Regions from separate parts of the Mus musculus genome. Here region 2 is linked to region 1. A link is a contact called in public Hi-C data. All regions are on one chromosome and are shown on one strand. Each heading gives the region's core, a stretch centred on a gene start, on an enhancer-like site or on the middle of the called end of the contact. The rest is flanking DNA. Distances are from core to core; before and after follow the strand shown.

What was found. Hi-C and Micro-C count contacts between places; a contact is called where the count stands out from the background.
Region 2: a contact with region 1 is called in a Hi-C map of cerebral cortex, with 2.3 times the contacts expected there. The contact joins the enhancer-like site here to the promoter of Caln1 in region 1. A contact is called at or near these places in 3 of 39 promoter capture datasets (the C10 cell line, cranial neural crest and second pharyngeal arch cranial neural crest), 3 of 484 Hi-C or Micro-C datasets (cerebellum, cerebral cortex and forebrain) and 8 of 115 datasets of contacts at active chromatin or transcription factors (embryonic basal ganglia, embryonic forebrain, embryonic hindbrain and 5 more).

Annotation. Positions count from the first base shown.
Region 1 is chr5:130,446,652-130,452,183 of GRCm38.p6, forward strand. It overlaps Caln1 (calneuron 1), which reads left to right and starts at 2,141. Exons shown (of 6, transcript NM_021371.2): 1 at 2,141-2,807.
Region 2 is chr5:130,794,031-130,799,562 of GRCm38.p6, forward strand. The region is part of intron 4 of Caln1 (calneuron 1); the gene reads left to right. Among named protein-coding and RNA genes, the nearest start is that of Gm40337, 58 kb to the right of the region's middle. Within about 2 kb of position 3,916, at least 7 of the 459 cell types and tissues checked have an H3K27ac peak or open chromatin away from gene starts, as enhancers often do. A contact at or near this core is called in cerebral cortex, where this site is marked.

The DNA.
Region 1 (5,532 bases), core at 891-3,390:
AAGTTTTGAACACACTGGTCATGTGGCTCAATCTTCACTCTCTCACCCACCCCCCGCCCTGGAACTCCCTGTGTGTGGATAGCCTTGCTGTCTTGCCAGTGAGTTTTGCTGGTCTGTAAGTCCATCCTGAAAGAGAATTTCTTAAAAGGCCTACAGACTGTTAGAAGACACTGCTTTCAGCTGGGAATGATGATCCGTACCGGCCACTCTGGAAGCCAGGAGGCTGAGGCGGGGTGACCCTGGGAGTTCAGGGCTGGACTAAATAGGGAGACACTCTCAAAGGAGTGTTCTCAGGTCCAGGGGGTACCTGACTTCTAACCCAGGAATCCATGCCAAAAAACTGGGTGGGTACCCCTTACACACTTGTACTGCCAGTGCTGGGGAGGTAGAGGCAGGGACTCCCAGAGTGTTTTGGCCAATCAGTGTGTAGCCTACAAGTCAAAAATGGCAAGAACCCATTTCAAAAAAGAAACAGGGCGCATGGTGACTGAGAATATCCAGAGTCCTCTAGCCTCCACATGTGCACCCATACACCCTCACACAAAAGAATGTGATTCTTACCCAAATATATACTGAGATTTCCCCCTCCCCACTGTATTTATCTACCTGACATTCTCCCCCCCCCCCCCCCCCCGACCACCAAGCTCAGGCTGTCCTGGAAACTCACTGATTCCAGATAATCCTGTCTCTACCTCCTCAGTGCTTCGAGGTCAGGTGTGCCCCACCACACCTGATTCATTTCTCACTCTTTATGGCAACCCCTTCCACACACATCTGTGAAACGAACACACACAGCTCACCTGGTGACCCAAGAAGCCTCTAAGACAATTTGAGAGGGAAGGCTGGGACATGAAAAGATAGGACTATCGTGGGCTAAGAAAATTTAAATGTCAAAGGTGTGCCAACAGTAGCAAGTGTGCCGGGACTCAAGAAACCCTGCAGCTCAGGCGGCAGGCCAGGAGGCACAGACAGGGAGGGGACCCTGATTAACTTGGATGACTGGCTGCCAGTGCCCAAACTCCCTTGGCAGCAGGACCAGCCAACGGAGAGGTGGTGGCTGAGCTTTTTGGAAGAAACGCTAAAGATGACTTTCCACGGGTTGTTCCTGATTGGAGCAAGAAATGTCTCCACATCTTTGATGCTGACAGTGTAGGCTGCTGAGATTCATGGTCCTCATAGGGAGATAAGACCCTGGAAGCTCGGATAAAAGGGAGATACCAGAAAAGCTAGTGCCAACCAGGTGGGTTGTTCTCTCTCCGGCTCACCCTATCAGGAGCAGGAAGGGGTTATGAGAGCCCTCTGGGGGCTGGGGGCGGGGGTAGGTGACTATTACTTTGATCTTTTTCTTGATAAGACTACCCTTGGTAGCAAGATGTATCCTGTTAGCAGCTGGACACTTGAACGGCAGTCAGATGGTCCCCCAGAAAGCTAAGTGGTGACTCTAAGCTAATTGTTGCCCTTCAAGTGTGAGTCAAGGGAGACCAGGATTCTCTCTGGGTGTAGACTTGGGAAGTCAGCCCCAGGTTAGGCTGCAAACAATCTGTGAAGTTTCCACCCCACACCTTGTGTCAAGGTAGGTACCCATTCTTTCTTATGGAATCTATACTATGACCTTGGTAGAAGTGGGGACGGGCCACATGTTCTGGGGCTCTAGGGACGCGGGATGAGAGGTGGGTGTGTGTGCTTATGCCCTTCGTAGACATAGCGAAGGGATGGCTCACAGCATTTTGCTCTCACCCTGGTTTTGACTACCAGCCTTTCCGTCGACACCTCCTCCTCCCCCATGGCATTTGGGGACTCAGGTGTAACCGTGGGCATCGGGCATCCGGGAAGAAGGAGTTAAGGTAGGGGTGGGCGTGCTTGGGTTGGGGCTGAGGTGTTTAATAGAGAGAAGCAAGCAATTGGCGAATGTGAACGTGGGCAGCTTCTCTGGGGAGGAGAGGAAAGAGGGCCGGCTGCTAAGCTGCAGCTCGCCCCCCGCGTGTGTCTGCCTGTGTGTGCAGCGTGCATGTGTGTGAGAGAGCGAGTGAGCGAGCGAGCGAGTGAGTGAGTGTGAGTGCGCGCGCACCGAGGCGTTCCTCAGGTTGCGCTGCCTGGAAACGGAGGGAGCCATTGGAGAGGCTTTGGGGGTGGGGGTGGGGGTGGGAGGTCCCCAATCCTGGGAGAAAAGAGAAGAGAGACTGGGGTGGCCAAGCCAGTCCAGCAACCAGGCTCCAGCCTCGGTGGGGGGAAGAAGCCAAGAGTGGTAGGGGGATCTCCTTGCTAGAGACCGCTAGGCTTCTTCATCTGGAGGAACCGGGGAGGCACTGGGGAGGAGGCCGGAGCTGCATGGAGTTTCTGGGGCGCGCAACTCCGGCGGGGCCTCGGCCACTGGGCTCCCGGGCGCAGCGAGGAGGCAGCCGCGCACATGGGCTAAGCCCGCGCGGCCAGCGGGCGCGGGAGGGGTAGAGGCGAGAGCGGTGCAGGGGGTGCGGGGCGCACGTTCCCCCAGACGGGAGGCGAGGACAAGGACAGGGGAGAAAGGAGCAGCCTAGATCATCGCGGGCTCTGCAAAGCCCAGCTGTGAGACTCAAGGGAAAGGCAAGACTCGCGCCGCGCCGGGCTCCCGGGTGCCGCTGGGTTGGGCAAAGCGGCCTCTCAACCAGAGTGGGGGCACGCCGTGGGAGCCGGCTACGGAGAGGAAGGATGCCCGCGCGGGGACGCGTGTGAGCGCCAGCTTGAGCGCTCTGTTTCGCGTCGCCCCCTCCCTGCGGGCCTCGGAGGAGGTGCCTGGGCTGCCGGGCAGCGGAGCTCCGGCTCCAGGAGAGGTGAGTGATGCTCTCTCCCAGTCTTTATCCTGCATCCTCCCTGCATCGTTGCCTCCCTCGCTGCTTCAATGGTCCCTTCCCCGGATGCCCCTATCCTAGCGAGTCTCGGAGTGGGCGGGTGTGCTGCCCACAAGCGCCTCCCGGACCTGTTGGCCCCGCTCTTAGCACCCCATCTCTCGGGGCCGGGGTGTCACCCGAGCCATCCTGATCTCTCTTCATGCTTAGGGTGGGTGAGGAACGCTGGAATTGCAGAAGGGCCTGGGTACACTCGTGGGAATCCCGGGACTGTGCCCAGCTCGTGGAGTCTTGGGTGCTAGTGGCCATCGGGCTGCGCGCCCCCGGGGACACCCAGGTTGTGGGAAAAGGGAGCTTTGGGTGTCGGGGATCCGATCCGCATCGCAGCCTAAGTGGGAGTCCTTGGTGGCATTCTGGTCTCCGGGAAGCTGGAGTCATGGCGATCTATCTAGGGAGGTGGGAGGTATGGATCACTCCATCTCCATCTTCCCACCCCGATGCTCGCTTCCTTGGGGGAGGATCGGTGGTCTTGGAGCACATGGGGTGACCCTAGAGGCCTCAGGCAGTCCCACCGGGACCTCTGGGTGGCAAGCTTTGGAACTAATCCAGATCGAGGGCAGAGGTAGACACTCCGCCTCTCTAGCGCAAGCCAGGTTTGCCTGGGTGCCCAGCTTCCCCAGACCAGCGCTTCAGGGAGTGAACTTCCTCAGACTTGGTCTGAGGGCGCCTGGGCAGCAGCAGGTAGTTCTAGTCTTGCCTCAGGGAGAACCCGAGGATACTTTGATCCACAAGCAGATGGTGCTAAGCCAGGACTGAGCGCTGCGGTTTGATTCCACAGTGCAGGACACGTGCATCTTCGGCCCCCATCCCAGTGTTTCTTCTCCAAGCTGTTCCTTTGCCCGAGGAGTTTGTGAGAGATCCCATTTGCGCCTCATTCCTTACCTCCAGGGGTAGCTGTGCCTGCATGCAGTTCCTTAGGTGCCAAGACTGGGGCGCCATCCCTAGGCCCCAGACTATTCTTTTTTATTGTTTTTACATAAAAAGGAGACATTCCTGGGTCCACAATATAGCAGCCAAGAGTCGGTAGCGTGTGACTGTGAAGTCTGATAAATTGTGTTCTTAACTACGTTCTGCAGTGGCACAGTGCAGTCTGAACTGCAGAGTTACCAAGACCAGGAGAGACAACGGGGCACTGTTCTAACCCTATGCTTTTGTGCACGTGGAGGGACTCGTGTTCTGCATCGAACTGCTGTCTCCCAGTCTCAAAGATCAACTTTAAACACACATACACACACACACACACACACACACACACACACACACCCCGGAGCTAAGCATAGGTTGTGAAGCTGCTTCGTGTGAATTGTCTTACAGGGTGGGGTGCAAGACATGCTGTCCACAGAGCACCACTCCGGCTGTCCTTGGGGTTGTTGGAGGTGGTGATTTAACATTTTAATTAATTAATTAACTAACTAATTAATTAATGCAAGGTGGGCATCAGTGATATGGTAACAATCAATGTGAGTTGTTATTGTTATTTATTAGTTTCTTACTTATTTGGTGTGTGTGTGTGTGTGTGTGTGTGTGTGTGTGTGTTGGAGGCCAGAGGCATAGAATCTCCCTGAAGCTGGAGTTACAGTGTAAGTAAGTAAGCCACCTGACATGGGCCCTGGGAACCAAACTCAGTTCCTCTCTGCAAGAGCAGCAAGCACTCTTGACCACTGAACCATCTTTTTCCCCCCTGATTTTATTTATTTTATTTTCTCTTTGGCATTACTGGGGATGACACCCAATGTTGGGTATCCGTTTCCTCGGAGTGCTCCACCACTGAGTGAAGTCCCCACTTCCTACCGTTGGCTTGTACTCACTAATTCTGCACTGTGAGGTGTTGGCTGAAGTCTTAGGTGACCCTTTAGATCTCTCCTGGGCTGGCAGCTCCCTTGCTGTGACTCGTTTAGCATCCTCCCATGGTGCTCAGGTCATGGAGACTGTTCATTACTTCTTTGAGCAGTGCACGGGGTCCTGGCAGATACCCAAGGCTAGTCATGAGCTGGGTGGCTTCTGAAAGGTGGCCTTTTCAGAGTCAGTTGAAGCTTGTGTGGTTTAATCGAAGCAGCTGGGGGGCACCTTTCGAATTGTTTTAGGATTGTTCACTAAAATGCCACCTCTTTTCCAATCCTGAAAGTGACAGTTGCCACCAACCCAGCCTTCACTGACAGTGTGGCATAGAGTCATTTGTAGAAAGAGAATAAGTAGCCAGGGATGGTGGCTAAGGTCTGTGACCTCAGCACCTATGATGCTGAGGCAGGAGGATTGAGGCTAGGCTGGGCTGCATTGTGAGACTCTCTCTCTCAATCAATCAATCAATCAGTCAGCCAGTCACATAGATCCTATCTCAAAACAAATGAACCAACAACAAAATAATTTAATTCAGCTGGTATCACTGAGAAAACTCACAGTTAAGTCCTAATGGGAATCCTTGAACCCCTTTCCTCTTGGTAGATAAGGGTGGGCAGCCGGACAGGGTAGAAGGTATCTGCCGGCCCTTCCCTCCCTCCCTCCCTCCCTCCCTCCCTCCCTCCCTCCCTCCCTCCCTCCCTTCCCTCCCTCCTCTTCTTTCTTTCTTTCTTTCTTTCTTTCTTTCTTTCTTTCTTTCTTTCTTTCTTTCTCTCTCTGTATTTTTGTGTGTGCAGGTGTAAGTGTATTTGTG
Region 2 (5,532 bases), core at 2,666-5,165, 350 kb after region 1:
ACCATTTTATTCTGTACTATCAGGAATTTGGTCTCAAGAGTCTTTGCTTCGAACCATTTATTTCTGCACTATCAGGGTCTCTCTATCTCTAGTTTCAGTTATCTTGGTTACTTTCCTATTTCTATGACAAAATACCATGGCCGCATCAAGTTATAGAAGAAGGGGTTTATCCAGCGCTTACTGTTTCAGAGGGTGAATCCATGAACATCATAGCAGGGAGCATGGCAGCAGACAGGCAGGCATGGGGCTGGGCCAGCTGCTGAGAGCTTACAGATTGAGACACAGCTATGAAAGAGAGAGAGGGAGGAAGAGAGAGGGGAAGGGAGAGAGGGGGGAGGGAGAGAGGGAGAGAGAGGGAGAGAGGGAGAGAGAGAGAGGGAAACTGGGGACCAAGTACTCAAATATACAGACCTACAGTAGACATTCTTGTTATGGCCACCACAGTCACCCAATACTGGGGTTACAGACACGTGTAGCTGTGCCCACCTTTAATATGGATGTTGGGGATTCAAACTTAGGTTCTCATAATTTCTCAGGAGTAATCTTACCCATCGAGCCACCCCACCAACCCACTTAGTGCTTGAGTCTTTTGAAAAGGAAACAACGTATAAGATGGTGTCTTAGTAAGGGTTTTACTGCTGTGAACACACACCATGACCAAGACAACTCTTATAAAGGACAACATTTAATTGGGGCTGGCTTACAAGTTCAGATTTCAGTCCATTATCAACAAGGTACGAGCATGGCACTATCCAGGCAGGCATAGTGCAGGAGGCGCTGAGAGTTCTTCATCTTCATCTGAAGGCCACTAGGAGAAGACTGGCTTCCTGGCAGCTAGGATGAGGATCTTAAAGCCCACACCCAAAATGACATACTTCCTTCATCAAGGCCACACATACTCCAACAAGGCCACACCTCCAAATAGAGCCACTCCCTAGGCCAAGCATATTCAAACCACCATAGGTAGCAATCCTATTTTACTATAAATGTAGCTGATGACCCAGGATCTAATTTTTTTCAGCAATAAAATGATCAGAGGATTCAGTTTTGCTGTAGTCATCATTCTTAGTATAATCTGTTACTATCAACTATGGGTGGGGTTTCTTGTATGTGTATGTGCGTATGGCACACATACATGCATCTATGAATACAGGTGTATGTACAAGTACCCATGTTTGCCTATGTTCATGCATGTGGAACCAGAGCTTGACATTGGGAGTGTCCACCCTATATGCTAAAGTAGGGCCTTTTGCTGAAAGTGGAGCTCAGCCTATCCTTGAGACGTCTTTGTGTCTGACTTCTGAGTGATTTTAGGCAGGGCACTATGCCTGGCCAACATGAGCCTGGCTTCTGAGATCTAAACTGTGCTCTTCATGCGTTTATAAGTGAGCACTCTGAGAAAGCTCCTCATTCCCCAGTTGGGTATCATCCCATTTATTCCTTTGGAGATGTCTGGTATGCATGCTCGCCCCTCTGCATTTATGTATTTGCTTATTTATTTATTTATTATTTTACTTATTATGGTTCTGAGACAGAGTCCTACAACATAGCTCGAGCTGGCCTCCAGTTTGGTAATCCACCTGCATCAGCCATGTCAGGACTCCAGCCATGTCCACCACACCTGACTTCTACCTTTATAAACAAACACATAGCTAAGGGGAAAAATCTTAAGTAACTTCCCACCACCCTAGAGTTCTAGTGATCCAGGATTTTTCCTTCGCTGATTATCCAAACAGTATTATACAGTACAGAAAGGCCAATGCTAAAGTGCACTGTCATAGCTAATATAATCAAGTTAGTGATCTGAATGCTATTATGAGGTGAGCATATAACTCCAAACTTGGTAATGCTGAGGTTTTGAAATTGACTTATAAGCTCCTTGGGAGCTTACGGAAGTTCCAAATTAGTGGGATCAAGGTTAGGAAAGCTCCAGTTGGCTCTATTACTATTTCCTTTTACCTCTCCAAGGTTATCAGCGTGTTATCCGAGGGTCTGTGGCAAACAGCTTGCAGGCATCCTTGCTCAATGAATGAATACTCAGAAACTGATGTGCCATTCCTTCCTTCTAGCTGCGCTCCAGGCAGCACAGCATTTTTGTTGCTTGTTTGTTTGTTTTGTTATGTTAGAATCAGCTGTAACTGGAATATCTCGCTTTGGGACCCCACTAACCAGGCTACCAGCGTCACAATTGTCTAAACCACAGGGGGAAAGAAACACCCAATAGCTCTGTCCTTTTTCTTCATTTTATGAAACAGATCTCCTGTCCCTATGAGAATGGGCTCTGGGTTTCTGAGAACTCGGGCAAGATGACAGCTGTGGGCGTCAGAAGAGACATCTAGAAGGAATCGACAGGGAATCTACTCTGACGAGGCAGAAAGCCCCTTCTTGGAAAGTTCCAAGCAGTGGCCCCTAGCCACCCTTGCTGGAGACAGTGATGTTTTCAGCTTTAAATATCTCCTTCTTCATGGCTCAGATGTAATTCTGTGCTGCCCTGCATCAATCACATTTGTACTTGTGAGTTTTTTTGTTTTTTTTTTTTCTCGCTGTGAGAACATACCTGACAAGCAGAAACTTGGGGATGGCTTTATTTTGGACCACAGTTCTAGAGAATATAGTAACTGTCATTGTGGAAGCAGAGACACAGCAACTCCAGCAGGCAGAAGCTGCTCCCATTACATCTGCAGTCTGGAAGCAGGGGGTTAGACAGGAAGTGCAGCTGGGTAAAGGCCCGCCTCTAGTAGCCCACTTCCTTTTAAAGGTTTCACAGCCTTCTCAAATGACGTCAACAGCAAAAGACCAATTTTCAGATGCATGAACCTATGAGGACATTGCATGTTTAAATCCCAGTACCATCCTTCAAATAAATTTGTCCTTTGGGCACAAGGAAGCCTCTGTTTGATGTATCTAGCCATCTATAGCCTCCCTAAATAAAGTGTGAGCCAGGAGCCTTTTCTGATGATTCAGAACTGAGGGATAGGTATCTCACTAAGTTGGACTGGGAGCCATTGATCTTGGAATTGGCGATTGATTGTGCCTAACTAAAAGATCCCTTGAACCATGAATTGAATAAACTTTGAACTGTCCCAGAAGCAGACAGATCTGAGGGTCTTATAGCCCCAGATAGGAGGAAAGAGGGGGGAGCATCTATGCTTTCTGTTTTCAAGTCAAAGTTGTCCCCCAAGTTGTGAAGAGTGTTGTAGTCTTTATTTCTCTCCCAAGACTCCACGGTACCCCCACATAGCCTTATAAAACTGCCTCTTGTTTGTCAATTAAATCGACTCAAAAGGCTTTCTGGAGCTTTTCGTTTTGTTTTCCTGCAAATGTCCTTACTGGGAGGATAAGTGCGCTGAGGATATTATTTTGGACCTTTTTAAAATTGGCGTGTGTATGCTTGTGTGTGTGCAGGCATGCCACAGTGCTCATGTGAAGGGAAGAGAACAATTTGCAGGAGTTGATTCTCTTCTTCTATCATGTGGGGCCCAGGGATTAAATTGTATACTGGAATGGTTCTAACCTCTTACAGCATGTTGCAACACACACACACACACACACACACACACACACACACACACACACACCTTTCTTAACATGCTAAGTACTGATCCCAGAGCCTGACAGATGCTCAGCCGCTGGGCTATACCCCCAGCCTGCTGCTTTTCACTTTTAATTCTGAGATTGTGTCTCCCCGTGTTGATCAGGTTGGCCTTGAGTTTTCAATCTTCCAGCCTCAGCCTCCTCTGGAAGCTGGGATAGCAGGCATGCAGGCCCAGGCCAGGCTACCTTCTAATCGTGAAATCTACATTGATCCATCTCCCACAGGGCCACTGTGCACTTTAAATAGTTTACATAGGCCGGGGTGGTGGATGGCAGGCTTTCTGGCCATGTGCGCGTGTGACTGATTCATAGTCTGTTGCCTTCTGCAGATGAATCATCACCTTGCCAGGTGTCAGACTCCTACTGAAATCCCAGTGGCATCTCTATATGCTCCTGCAATATGCACATGTCAGGGAGAAGTCCAAGCAGGGTTATGTATATATGGGGGGGGGGGGGAAATCAGAGGACAACTTGCAGGACCCAGTTTTTTCCTTCTACCGCATAGGTTCCAGAGATTGAACTCATATTTGGTGGCTTGGTGGCATGAGAGACATCTTCACCTTATTTTGGAAGGACTGTGTCTCTCACTGAAGCTAGGACTCACCAATCAAGCTAGACTGGCTGCCTGGGAGCTCCCAGGAACCTCCTGTCTCTGATTCCCCAGTGCTGGGATTAGAGGCTGCTATCACTGTGTCTGGACCTTACCTGAGCACCAAAGATCCAAACTCCAGTCCCAGTGCAGCCAGACAAGCACTTTACCAATGGAACCATCTCCCCATCCCCAGTTACACCACCTTTTCTTCTCCTCAGAGCTGAAGTGTTTTAATTAGGACCTTCATGTCAGAGGGACTGCATGCATTTTATGTTCAAACTCGCTGCTGCCAGAGATCTGAAGTCTGGAGGGAAGCTGTTCTCCATCAGATGAAGGAATATCAAAACTATACATGCACACTGGCAAGAGCTGTTGCTTCCTTGCTTCAAGAGGGTAAAGCCCACTCTACTTTCAAATCATGGGATGGCATCTACTCAAATTGGTAGCTGACCACTATAAACTGCAGCCCCGACAGAAGCCACAAGGGCAGAACAATTCGGCTCACTTTTACATCTATATATTTGAGGATTTTTTTTTTCTTATTGCATTAGAAAGACCTCAAGTTTCTGAGGTTCTAGGGTGGGTTGGTACCCAGGGGAGACAGCTCCCTTCTCAAAGGTGAAGAGGAGAGGGGATGGAGGGAAAGACTATGTGAGGGAGTCTGGGAGGAGAGGGAGCTATGATGGGAATGTAAAGTAAACACGTAAGTAAGTAAGTAAGTAAGTAAATAAATAAATAAATAAATAAATAAATAAGGGGGTAAAGAGAAAGACTTTAAGTCTCAAAGTACATCTAAGATAAACATCTCTTAAGATATATTACTCGATGGGCAGTAGTGGCAGATGCCTTTAATCCCAGCGCTTGGGAGGCAAAGGCAGGAGGATTTCTGAGTTTGAGGCCAGTCTGGTCTACAGAGTGAGCTCCAGAACAGCCAGGGCTACACAGAGAAACCCTGTCTCGAAAAAACAAAAACAAAAAAAAAAAAAAAAAAGAAAGAAAGAAAGAAAGAAAAAGATATATTACTCAATTAACAACAAAAACTAGACAGGCAGATTTTTAGGACTTTTTTTTTAATTGTGTGTGTGTGTGTGTGTGTGTGTGTGTGTGTGTGCTCACCCATGCGCAGATGCCCACAGGTGCCAGAAGAGGGCATCCAATCTCTTGGTGCTGAAGGTGCAGGCAGTCCTGAGATGCCTGATATGGGGAGCAAAAACAGTGCTCACTCCTAACCTCTGAGCCACCCTGCCAGTGCCCAGGATCTTTTTCTTTTTAAATTGAAGGACGTTTTAGGGTATTGTTTCTATTGCCCTTCTTCACAGCTGCTTAGAGATATCAACCTTCCATAT